Regions from separate parts of the Mus musculus genome. Here region 1 is linked to region 2. Evidence: chromatin contacts called from public Hi-C data. All regions are on one chromosome and are shown on one strand. Each heading gives the region's core, a stretch centred on a gene start, on an enhancer-like site or on the middle of the called end of the contact. The rest is flanking DNA. Distances are from core to core; before and after follow the strand shown. Region 1 holds the start of 1600002D24Rik (RIKEN cDNA 1600002D24 gene). Region 2 has its middle 26 kb from the start of Ets2.

Region 1 (5,825 bases), core at 3,314-5,813, 200 kb before region 2:
CACCTTCACATGGTGTCTTAGTCAGGGTTTCTATTCCTGCATAAACATCATGACCAAGAGGCAAGTTGGGGAGGAAAGGGTTTATTCAGCTTACACTTCCACACTGCTGTTCATCACCAAAGGAAGTCAGGACTGGAGTCCAATCAGGTCAAAAAGCAGGAGCTGATGCAGAGGCCATGGAGGGATGTGAGTTACTGGCTTGTTTCCCCTGGCTTGCTCAGCCTGCTCTCTTATAGAACCCAGGACAACCAGCCCAGGGATGGCACCACCCACAAGGGGACCTCCCCACTTGATCACTAATCGAGAAAATGCCTTACAGCTGGATCTCATGGAGGCATTTCCCCAACTGAAGCTCCTTTCTCTGTGATAACTCCAGCCTGTGTCAAGTTGACACAAAACCAGCCAGTACACATGGGCTTCAGGATCAACCTCAGGTCTGAGGGCTGCACACTAAATGCTTTTACCCGTGGAGTCATTGTGGCAGCCCTTGACTAATGTTCCCTTCCGTCTTTTTTTGATTGTCAGGTGACCTTTGTGTTTTTCAATTTTCTACAGAAGGACATTTTGAAGTATGTGTGCATAGTGGTGGGCACTTCTAGCTCATTAAGGAACACTTCTAGCTCAGTGTTACAGTTTCTGCTTTTTCTGATTAAACCACTTAATGTCCGTGCTGCATGGTTTTGAAACTGGCTGCTTTTATCAGTGGCACGAGTTTGCTTTGCTGCACAACGGGTCCCTCTGACATTGATCACCGCATCTCCCTGTGGTTGTGTCCTGTGACTTGTTACCCAGCTCCGAGGACCTGCTCTTCTGTTCTGTGAGGCTTTCCACACCCACACCTGAGTGTTGGCGGGCAGCGTTGGTCTTTCGCTGTATGGATTCTTGCTTGATGTAGTGTCTCCCCTGTTATTGCAAATGGGAGTGGAGAAAAGAGTCCACAGAGGGAGGAAAAGAGGAGCAAATATGTACAAGCTACCCTGGAGACAAAGGGTTAAATTCAAAATATATAAGAAGCTCACGAACAGTGGCAAATCTTCCCAAACCTGACTTTGCCTTAAGTTTGCACTCTTAAATGAAAGATAATTACCTTTAAAAGATAGCAGGTGGTCAGAGATGCAGCTTGGTTGACAGGTCCTCTAAGCCTGATGAGGCCCTGGGTTTGATTAACGGTACTGCATAAACTGGGCACATGGGGAAGCAGGCCTGTGATCACACTGGGCATGGGGAAGCAGGCCTGTGTGTGGTAGATAGTTTCTTCCTTTCTTTTATTCTTTTCATGTGTCTGCATTTTTGGTATGCACATGTATGTGTGTGCACATGTACACATGTGCACGCGTGGACATGCTTACACTGGTTTTACACACGGGCCATCAAACCCACCTGGCATTTATGTCAGTTCTGGGATCTACACTCAAGCCTGCTGCTTATGCACAAATGGTTTAACCACTGAACTGTCTCCCCAGCTCTAATCTACTTTGAACCACGAAAGAGCCCTGGTTCAAGAGCTAGGCCCTGAGCAGCCTGGTAAGACACAGTGCTCTCTGTGGCCTTGGACCCCACCCTGCCATTGATGGTGACTTTGTATCCCTCGCACTTCTGTATCCCAGAAGTGAGACTCATGAATTCCTTCAGGCAAGGATACATTAGCCTTCCATCTCTGCTGTTCTTGTTATGTCCTGCCAGACACACATCTGCTTAGAGACACACCCTGGGATAGTTGGCAAGAATATAGAACAAACAAACAAACAAACAAACAAACCAATGAGAGGTACCTCCCTCAGATGCCCGACAGTCCAGCCGCAAAGCCGCCCCTGAGTCCTCACTATTTTAACTTGCTATTACTCAAACTGACGCACTTCTAGTACCAGGAAAAGGGGAACACGGCTTCCTTGGTATCCGCAAAGAGGAACCGAAACAAACAACCTAACAATTCCATTCAAGAAAAAAGCAGACACAACCTAGGGAAATAAGGCGTGTGCCCGAGGTCAATCTGCTTTCTGAATGAGAATCAGGATGTGGCAGGGGACTCGAGGCTTTTAATAGACTGAAGGAGAACGGTGGAGGCCATCCGGGTTCTATGGCCCAGAGCTGGTCTCACTGGGTTTCTTGATGATCCCTAGAGCCTGGCTCAGTGGCTGAGCCTTGCAGCCACCCAGACCAGACATCTATGGTTGGCCTGCCTCTGTGTGACTTACAGAAGGCTGTGGCTATGTTGGGTGATGTCCTTCATGTTGGCCTACATTTCTGTTACCTGATTCTTCTGAACTGGGGTGCCATGTCCTGTGGGTATATCTTCAGTCAGGGTCTCTTCCACTCTGGCGCACAGGGCTCTCAGAGCAGAGGCTGGGCATTTTCCACACAGGATCCAGCTGTTCAGCCTCTGACACCGCGATTCGACATTGTCGTCTACAAAGTCCGTCTATGAAGTCCATCCTGAAGAATCATGAAACTGAGTTACAAAAATCCCCAACCAGCCAAACAAACAAACAAACAAAACAACGGGAAAAACCATCATGTTTTAAACAGTTTAGGATTTAATGTTGGGCTATAATCAAGTTGTACTCAGCTGCAGACTGGACATATCCATGCTGCTCCATGTGAGTGATAGGGTGTGTGTCTGTATGTGTATCTGTGTATGTGTGTGTCTGTGTCTGTATATGCGTGTCTCTGTGTGTGTATATATGTATGTGCGTGTGTATATGTATATGCATATGTGTGTCTGTGTGTGTGTATATATGTATGTGTGTGTCTGTATGTGTATCTGTGTGTCTGTATATGTGTGTCTCTGTGTGTGTATATATGTATATGTGTGTGTCTGTATATGTGTGTCTGTGTGTGTGTATATATGTATGTGTGTGTCTGTGTGTGTCTGTATATGTGTGTCTCTCTGTGTGTATATATGTATGTGTGTGTATATATATATATATATGTATGTGTGTGTCTGTGTGTGTATGTCAAAATAACATGGTACATGCTTTCCTTCACTCAAGCTGTTCTGCATCCCTTGGGAATGCCCGATGTGATGGTTTGAATATGCTTGGCCCAGGGAATGGCACTATTACTAAGTGTGTGGCCTTGTTGGAGTAGATGTGTCATTGTGAGGGTGAGCTTTGAGACCCTCATCTTAGTTGCCTGGAAGTGGTATTCTGTTTGCCTTCAGAACAAGAGGTAGAACTCTCAGCTCCTCGAGCCCTATGCCTGCCTGGATGCTGCTCTTCTCCCACCTTGATGATACTGGACTGAACCTCTGAACCCGTAAGCCAGCCCCAATTAAATGTTGTTCTTGTAAGAGTTGCCTTGGTCGTGGGGTCTGTTCACAGCGGTAAACCCTAACTACGACACCAGAGTTCCCTCATGGTTAGTGGGAAGGAGCCAGGTGTGGCGAGGAGAAGCAGGCAGCCTGCTGCACCTGTCAGGTGGGTCCCACCTCCTGCAGATCTGTCAGATCTGTTTTGTGGCTTCCGTGGCTCATGTCGGGACACAGAAACAGAGCATCTTTGCCAAAGACGCCGTCAGGCCACTGTCGTACTCACTGGTCTCCAGTGCCCCAATGTTCAGAAAGGGATTTAGGTGCCATGGCAACAGCGTGTGACCTTTAGGAGGTGGTTCTGCTGGGAGGGCTCCACCCTCGGTGATGGATTAATGCTCCCCAGGAAGTCTGTGGGTTATTTCAACAGTGGGCTGTCAGAACAGAGCTCCTTGGCTCACACCACTTCACCCTCCTGTACACTGTGGTGATCTGAACAAGACATGTCTCCCACAGGCTCATTGCCTGAACACTCAGTCCCCTGCAGGAGCCGCTGCCTGTGGAGATGATGGAACCTGGAGGAGAGGGAGCCTTCTGGAGGAAGTGTGTTACTGGGGCCAGGCTTCGATGGTTTATAGTCTCTCACCCCACTTCCTGTTCCCCTTTCTCTGTTTCCTTTGTATGGATGAAAAATGCAACCAGCTATCTTCCCGCTTGCTGACTGCCCTTCCCTGCCATGAGGATTCTGTCCTTCTGGAGCCATGAGCTAAAACAAGGCCTGCCTTCCTGAAGAGTTTTTGGCCACAGCCAAATACAGCAACAGAAGAATATTAAGTGTGCCTGCTGTTGGTCAGCTTTCGGCAGGATAACAAAGTTTCTCAAGCAATCAACTATAAAAGGCTTGTAGTTCATGTTGCTTGAGTCCTGTGGTTTGCAGGAAGTATCATGGTAGGTGTACATGGGAGGGATTGCATCCCTCAGGGCAGCTGGGAAGAGAGAGAGGTAAAATGAGCCAGGGTCCCCGTTCTCCTTTAAGACACACCCAGAGCCTTAACTTCTTATGCACCAGGAGCTTCCCAGTAGCATCATGTGGTAGGGACCAAGGCTTAATGGACAAGCCTTGGGGAAGGGCTGTGAGTTAGACACCATTACACGCAGTCTCTCTCCTTGGCACGCTATGAGAAGGCCTCCCTGAGGTCCCAGCACCTGTGCTGGACTTAAAGCCTCAAGGAACACAAACGTCAACGTCTGTGCCTGCACGAGCAGGTTTTGCTTTCTCAGAAAGTCTCACAGGCTTCCGTAACTCCTCCCGTTTGCTCTACACATTCAGGCCATTCTGGGAAGAAACCTCGTGTTGCTACACAGAAGACCAGGCAGGTAGACGGCTGCTTCACTTTCCTTTGGTTTCACCACTACACATGTCTGTCTTCTCATAGGAACTCCGGAGAGAGAGAGAGAGAGAGGATGAGGGACAGAGGGACTGAGAGAGCTGGCTCCTGTTTCACCTGTCCCACTTCACCCCCGCCCCCCATGCTTCCCAGTCTGAATGTTTACATTGTGCAACTGTGGCAGGGTCAGGGACTCGCTCAGCCAGCCCCCGGCCTGCGGTTGGAGAGAAGCAAAGTTGTAGATCTTGTTTGCTGTATTTGGTCAAAGGCCACACTTCAAATACCAGATCCTTCACTGGGGCTGAACTGTCGACCTGTGTTGGGTTTCTAATTTGCACTTTCTAGGGAGTCCATGGGGTTATGTGCAATGAGGGGATTAAACTGTTTCACTAGAATCTATTAGTTATGTATAATTACGGGCTCCATGGTGCCACACTGATGCATGTATATAACATATTCTGCTTATCTTGACCTCCATTACCACTCCCTCCTCCTCCTGACCCTCTCCTCTTCCCCACCCACTACGTTTCTGACTCTTCCTTGTTTGTTTTGGTGGCCCAGTGAGTTTTGTTAGGGTTGCTTGCCTACAGGAGCCTAGACGAGAGCTCATTCATCAGGCATGGGCCATGCAACTGAAGGAAACTTCTCCCTTCAGTGATGGGATACTTCTAGTTTTACTTTAAGAAAGTAACTGTTGTAAAATGATTCATGTCAGCTCACCTTAGAAAATATGGATTAATTAAAGGAAAAATATACTCAAGACTCCTAGCCACTCAAATGCACTGCTGATGGCTTGGGTAGGGAACCAACCTGCGTAGATGGTCTTATTATTTATTAGGGCACCTTGTCATGTTTGGTTTTTTATCCTATCATTATTTCAATACAACCTGCCTTTTCATTATATTAAAATTGTAGTGGAGTTAATGTTGACCTCCCATGGACGTGACACCTGGGCCAGAGCTGTCAGCCCTGGTTTACAGATCTGAAGCACAGTGGAGCAGACTTTCTGAGCCTGGGTTTCTGTCTGCGAAATGTACGCTTGATGCTTTTTACTTCTGTGTGTATTCTGCTCAGAAAATTAAATTAGCTACCTTTAAAAAAAAAAAAAAGCTAAAACCTGCTAATTTCTAACAAAAAATGTAGAGTATGCAGATCCAGTGACTACACATGTCCCACTGAGCCTCTTTCAC
Region 2 (5,956 bases), core at 1,029-3,528:
CACAGTTACCAGCAGCACGGTCCTTGGAGTATACTGGGAATGTGGAAACAGCTCAGTGCAGGGGACACAGTCATTCCCAGGCACCGTCCACCCAAACTCTAGCAGGCCCTAGCAGGGGTGTTCTCTGTCAGACTCGGCTCACCCAAGGCTGGTGAGGCAGCAAAGCTCATTCTTAGTGAAGTCCCCTCTGATCCTCCTGTGAGGGTCACAGGGATGACTCCTTTTGGGGGATTCCTCTGCCCATGTTTGCCTAATGTTTAGATATATCTGAGTTGCTAATGCTGTATTGTTTCCTATTTACCAGTTGTCTATGTCCTCTTAAAAAAAATATTCTACCATTCTTGATGCTAGAGAGATGGCTTAGGAGCTAAGACCGTGCACTGCCTTTGCAGAGGACCTGGGTTCTGTTCCCAGAACCCACACAGCATCTCTAAGTCATGTGTAACTCCAGGGGACTCGAGTTGCTCTTCTTTCCAGGGCACTAGGCATACACATGGTATACATGCATGCATGCAGGTAAAACATAAAATTAATCTTAAAATAAAAACTGTTCTTTTTATCTGGCCCTTCCTCTCCTCCTTCTCCCTCCCTTCCAGTCTACCTTCTCCTCCCCCCTTCTCTCCCCCTCCTTTCCCCTTCCCTCTCTTCCCCCTCCTCACCCTCCTCTTCCTTCCCCCAGTCCTATTTGTTCCCTTTCCTTGCCCTCTCCTCTCCTCCATCCCCCCTTCCTTTTCTTCCCTCTCCCTGCCTTCCCCTCCCCCCTTTCCCCTCCCTCCCCCCTCTCCCCCTCCCTCCTCCTTTTTCTCCTCCTTTTCTTCCTTCCCTGTGCTAGTTTGGGACCCAGAGGCTTGCACAAGCTCAGATAAGTGCTCTACCACTAGGCTGCATTTCAATCCTCTCTTCATTTGAGCATTTGATCTGATTTTACTTTGTCTCTACCCTTGGCGATATAAATCTCACCCCTTGTTTACTCTTTATAGTAAGAGCCTCTCTCTGTGTCTGTAATATTTTTAACGCTTAAGATAGTTCCAAGAGCACAGATACCACTCAGGGTACTGAAGCTATCATGAATCTGATCAGTGTTGAGGACATGAGTTGAAGAACCCTCTCAGATTTCTCTCAGAGTCGTCCATTCACTTCCAGCCCTAGAACCTCAAGGTGGGGCTGGGTTCAGAGACAGCAGAGACTTTACAGAGGCACCTGGATTAGGATTAGGTCTCCGTGGTGCACTAAGGTAGGCTGCTGTTATCTTATGAACAGGAGAATGTGGACACAGGAGCACCACTTTCCTGTGCAGCAAGTGGAGGCTGGGGTGAAGAGCCAGGCAGGGTAGATGATGCACGGACGCCGTGTCTATGTCCACACAGCAGGGAAGGAGCTGGGGGTGGATGATGCTTATTTTCCCAAAAGGAACAAAACTGGTGACATCCTCACGTCACACAACAGCTTGCAGAGCAATAATAAAATAAATGCTGCCAATGTGTGGCCCTGGATGCCAGCCCCACGGAGTTAATGCTTACAAGATGTGGGAGGGTGGACTAAAAGAAACAGCTAATGTGAAAGCAGCAGGGTGTTTTCTCATGTGTGTGCATGTGTGTGCATTTGGTGTGTGCTCACATGTATATATCATGTGCACGTTCCAAGGACTGAAGTCTTAGCTCCCATACACATCAGGCATAGCAAGTCAGGAGCTACACTGATGGATCAGGATCCAGCCCCTCTGGTGCAGGAGTTTTATCTCTCTAAGCCTCAATTCCCACATCTGCAAAATGGGAGTAGTAAAACCAACCTCTCAAGGAATAAATGGAATGGCAGATGAAAGTGAACTTTGAAAATGGTGCTGGCTGTTGCAGCCATTAATTATGTGCTTACTTTATGATATGGACAGCCGCATCCAACCCCAAAGTGGGTGGTATTTCTCAGCACCAGGTTCATGTGAAGGTGACCACAGCCAACATGTAGTTCTTTTCTATTCAGAGTCCAAGTCTCATGTGCTTTTTTTTTTAGCCTCCGTGTTCTGTCTTCCAGCCAGCCTGCCTCTCTCTGGTCCACTGGACTGCACGAACCCGTGCTTCTGATGTGCTGTGCCACGTGATCACATGCTGAACCCTGGCTCTACATCTGAAGAGATTAGAGTTGGACACATGGAGACAGCTTGTGGGAACTGGCTTTGGCAATCCTGAACCATTGTGCCACCTGAACATGGCTTCGGGAGACAGGGAGGGGACAGTTACTCATAGCGCCTAGAACAAAAACCATGTCAGTTCCAGTTGCAACGATGTCATCACACCAGCTATGCCCAAAAATGGACTTTCCCAAGTGTCATATTTCAGGCAGGACTCACATGACTGAGCTCCGCCCAAGAGTTACAACATGCTTTCATAACCGGGGGTTTCCCCGGCTAAGCTTTTGGGTCTCACCCTTCTGTATTGCTCTGAGAGAGCTGACAGATCAGCATCTGGCCCAGATGAAGAGATCTGAAGGTCATGGGTAATTTGAAATGCAAACCAAGGGCTGTGGATAGAGGAACTGGGAGCCTGAAGGAGCCCTAGTGTGACATCTGCAGTAGTGTTGATGATTCCTTTTTAAAAATAACAACTGTTGTGTTAGAGAGAGAGAGAGAGAGAGAGAGAGAGAGAGAGAGAGAGAGAGAGAGAGAGAGAGAAGCCAGGCATGTTTGGTGGATGAGTGGTATGGTACAGGGGAAGGGGGTGCCTCTGAGTGCCCATGCTGAGGCATCCCTTCCCCCTGAGGGACCAGCCACAGGATGAGTATAGTATATAATAGAGCTTATTTGGGGCATGAGGAGGGGAGTTGGGGGAGGGAGGGAGGGAGGGAGGGAGGGAGGGAGGGAGGGAAGGAGGGAGGGAGGGAAGGAGGGAGGGAGAGAGAGAGACAGAAGAAGAAGGAGGGTGAGGAAGAGGAGGAGGAGGAAGAGGAGGAAGAGGAGAAGGAGAAGGAGAAGAAGAAGAGGGGAAGAGAGGAGAGGAGAGGAGGGGAGGGGAAGGGAGGGGAGGGGAGGGGAGGGGAGGGGAGGGGAGGGGAGAGGAGAGGAAAGGAGAGGAGTGGAGTGGAGAGGAGAGGAGAGGAGAGGAGAGGCTAGCCATGAGGAGTGGAGAGAGTGGGGAGAGAAGGAACAGAGGAAGAAGAGGGTAAGAGAGCAAGAGAAGAAGAAAGAAGAGAGTGAGGAGGGGCCAAGCAGCCCCTTTTATAGTGAGTCAGGCACACCTGGCTGTTGCCAGGTAACTGTGGGGTGGAGCCTAGAAGGAATGCCATCACCAATAAATAACATTTTATTTTAAAAATTATACAGTATATTTTGATCATATATTTTCCCCTTGTTTAAATTCTTCTCAGATCCTTCCTACTTCCATCCCTTCCCAACTGCATGTTCTTTGCGTCTCTCAAGGCAAAAACAAAACCCAAAAACTGAAAATTAAAACATAAACCTAAAAAAAAAAAGTCAATAGGACAAAAAAAAATGTCCAAACAAAACAAAACAATAGTGTGCCGGACCCCTTCCCCCAAACAAAACTTCTGGAGTTGGTTTTGTGTTAGCTAACTACTCCTGGGCATGGGACCTGCCTTGGAGTGTGGTATTCCCAGGGATAGCCATTTGAGACAATGGATTTTTCCTTCTACCAGAAAGTATCCATTGCAAATAGTTTCTTAGTTAGGGGTGATACTTTGTGTCCACTTCCCTTCCTCCATGCTGAGATTTTGTCTGGTTTGAACCTGTGCAGGTCTTGGTATGCTACTGTAGTCTCTGTGAGTTATTATTATTATTATTATTATTATTATTATTATTATTATTATTATTATTATTTTATCAATCCTTTTATATCTGATACCTCTGGCTCTTCCAATCTTTCCCCTCCACTTTCATAAAGGTCCCTGAGCCTTGATGAGGTCTGGCAGGGCTTGATAAAGACATCTTCTCTGCACGTTATCTAGCTGTGGGTCTCTGTGTCAATTCTCATCTATTGCAAGAAGCTTCTCTGGTAGGGGCTGAGAGATGCTTTCATCTGTGGGCATAGGAGTATAGCATTAAGCTACATTTTATTGCTAATGTCCTTTAGAAGAGTAACAGTAATTGATCTTTTCCTAGGCCCATGACCTATATAACCTCAGAGTCACCTATATGTTCTGTCTCATGGAGTAGGTCTTAAATCTGGCAAAAAAAAAAAAAATGCTTGGTTATTACCATAACCTTTGTGCCACACCTGCACCAGTCTATCAGACAAGCGCCTGATTGCTGTAGGCTGAGGGTTGGTTCTGATGACTGCTTTCCCCCTCTGGTAGAGCACAGAGTAACTTCCGGGTACTGTGTCTGCTGGTCAGACCTGGTGAAGCCTCTAGTTGGGCAGCATCTCAGTTTCTTCATGGTTGATGGCATACGTAAGCTGTGTCTTCAGCGATAGGGCCTTACCATCATGTGTGGATAGCAACCAATAGCATTTGCAACAGCCTGTGGTATTGGGGGTGAGGGCAGACCTGTTTATGGACTGCTCTCTCCAGTGATGTAAGGCATTCCTGATGCTGGAGATTATACTTAGTAGTATAGGATGTGCAGTTGAGGCATTGTCTTGCCCCTTACACAGTGACTCCATTTACATTCCTTTCATATATGTGTATACTTTAGGAAGCTTTTAGAGTAGGTTTCTGTATTACTTTTCAGAAGTCCTTTGGTGTTAGTTACCCCTCCCCCAACTCTCTCATCCATCCTTCTCCCCCCCCCCTCCATATTTCACCCTCCTAATATTGTTTTCTGTATCTCTTTATAGCACTACAGTCTCTTTCCCCTTCCTTGGAAGATCCCGCCCCCAGTCCCTTATTATCTACCTCGATGGATATTTGAAGCACACATATCTAAAGCTTAAGAGATGGCATCCATACATAAGAGGAAATAAGCAAAATTTGTCTTCCTCTGGGTTTCCTCACCCAGGATGATTTTTTTTTTCTAGCTCTACTCATTTGCCTGAACTTTTCATAATTTCATTTTTATTAACAGTTGCAAAATATTTCATTATATAATAGTCTAGATTTTCATTATTATTTATTAGGAGGTGCACAGCTAGGTTGTTTCCAGTCTCCAGCTATTACGAATAGTGCAGCAACAAACACAGATGAGTGAGGATCTCTATAGTAAGATAGAGAGTATTTTGGGTATGTGGCCAAGAGTAATATAGCTGCATACTGTGTTCGATTGATTTTCAGCTTTTTGAGGAGCCTCCAGCACTGATTTTCATAGTGGTTATACAATGAATAAGCCTCCCCTCCCCCCATCTTTGCCAGCATATGCTGTCAATTGTTTTACTGGTCTTGGCCATTCTGACTGGGGTAAATGAAATCTCAAGGTAGTTTTAAGTTTGCACTTCTCAGATGGCTAAGGATGTTGGACATTTCTTTAGCCTTCCTCATCCATTTGTGTGTTTCTTCGTTTGAGAACTCTCTGCTTAGTTCTGTATTCCGTTTTGACCAAGATGTTTGTTTTGTTGATTATTTTTTTTTTTAGTACTTGGTATATGTTAGGCACTAAACTTCTATCAGGTGTATAATTAACTGGCAAAGGTCTTTTCCTATTCTGTAGGGTCTTGCTTTGCCTGGTGGTATCCTTTTCCATACGAAGGTTCTCAGCTTTATGAAGTCCCATTTATTGATTGGGTTTTAATGCTATCAATATCCTGTTCAGAAATTCTTTTCCTGTGCCCATGAGTTCAAGCCCATTCCTTCATTTTTCTTTTATGAGATTCAGGAATCCTGGTCTTAGGTTGACGTTCCGATATGTTGAGTTTTGTAGAGGGTGATAGATATGGATCTATTTATATTCTACATACAGCTATTCAGTTTGGCCAAGACTATTTGTTGAAGATGCTGTCTTTTCTCCAGTGTATCTGTTTGACTTCTTTATGAAAAATCATGTGTCTGTAAGTGTGTGGGATTATCTCTGAGTCTT

The links. A called contact is a pair of places that touch in the nucleus more often than the background predicts.
Region 1: a Hi-C map of bone marrow-derived macrophages shows a contact between it and region 2, with 35 read pairs. The contact joins the promoter of 1600002D24Rik here to the enhancer-like site in region 2. A contact is called at or near these places in 1 of 15 datasets of contacts at CTCF or cohesin (the NIH/3T3 cell line), 22 of 484 Hi-C or Micro-C datasets (the 63-12 cell line, the AtT-20 cell line, B cells and 17 more), 5 of 115 datasets of contacts at active chromatin or transcription factors (the HPC-7 cell line, embryonic stem cells, epiblast stem cells and 2 more) and 2 of 9 other capture datasets (adipose tissue and liver).

The regions. Positions count from the first base shown.
Region 1 is chr16:95,927,815-95,933,639 of GRCm38.p6, reverse strand. 1600002D24Rik (RIKEN cDNA 1600002D24 gene) reads left to right here and starts at 4,563. Exons shown (of 4, transcript NR_040484.1): 1 at 4,563-4,624. Gm41508 (a long non-coding RNA gene) reads right to left here. Exons shown (of 3, transcript XR_876299.1): 2 at 2,252-2,433; 3 at 367-903.
Region 2 is chr16:95,725,418-95,731,373 of GRCm38.p6, reverse strand. No RefSeq gene overlaps it. Among named protein-coding and RNA genes, the nearest start is that of Ets2, 26 kb to the right of the region's middle. Within about 2 kb of position 2,278, at least 179 of the 459 cell types and tissues checked have an H3K27ac peak or open chromatin away from gene starts, as enhancers often do. A contact at or near this core is called in the 63-12 cell line, the AtT-20 cell line, B cells and 10 more, where this site is marked.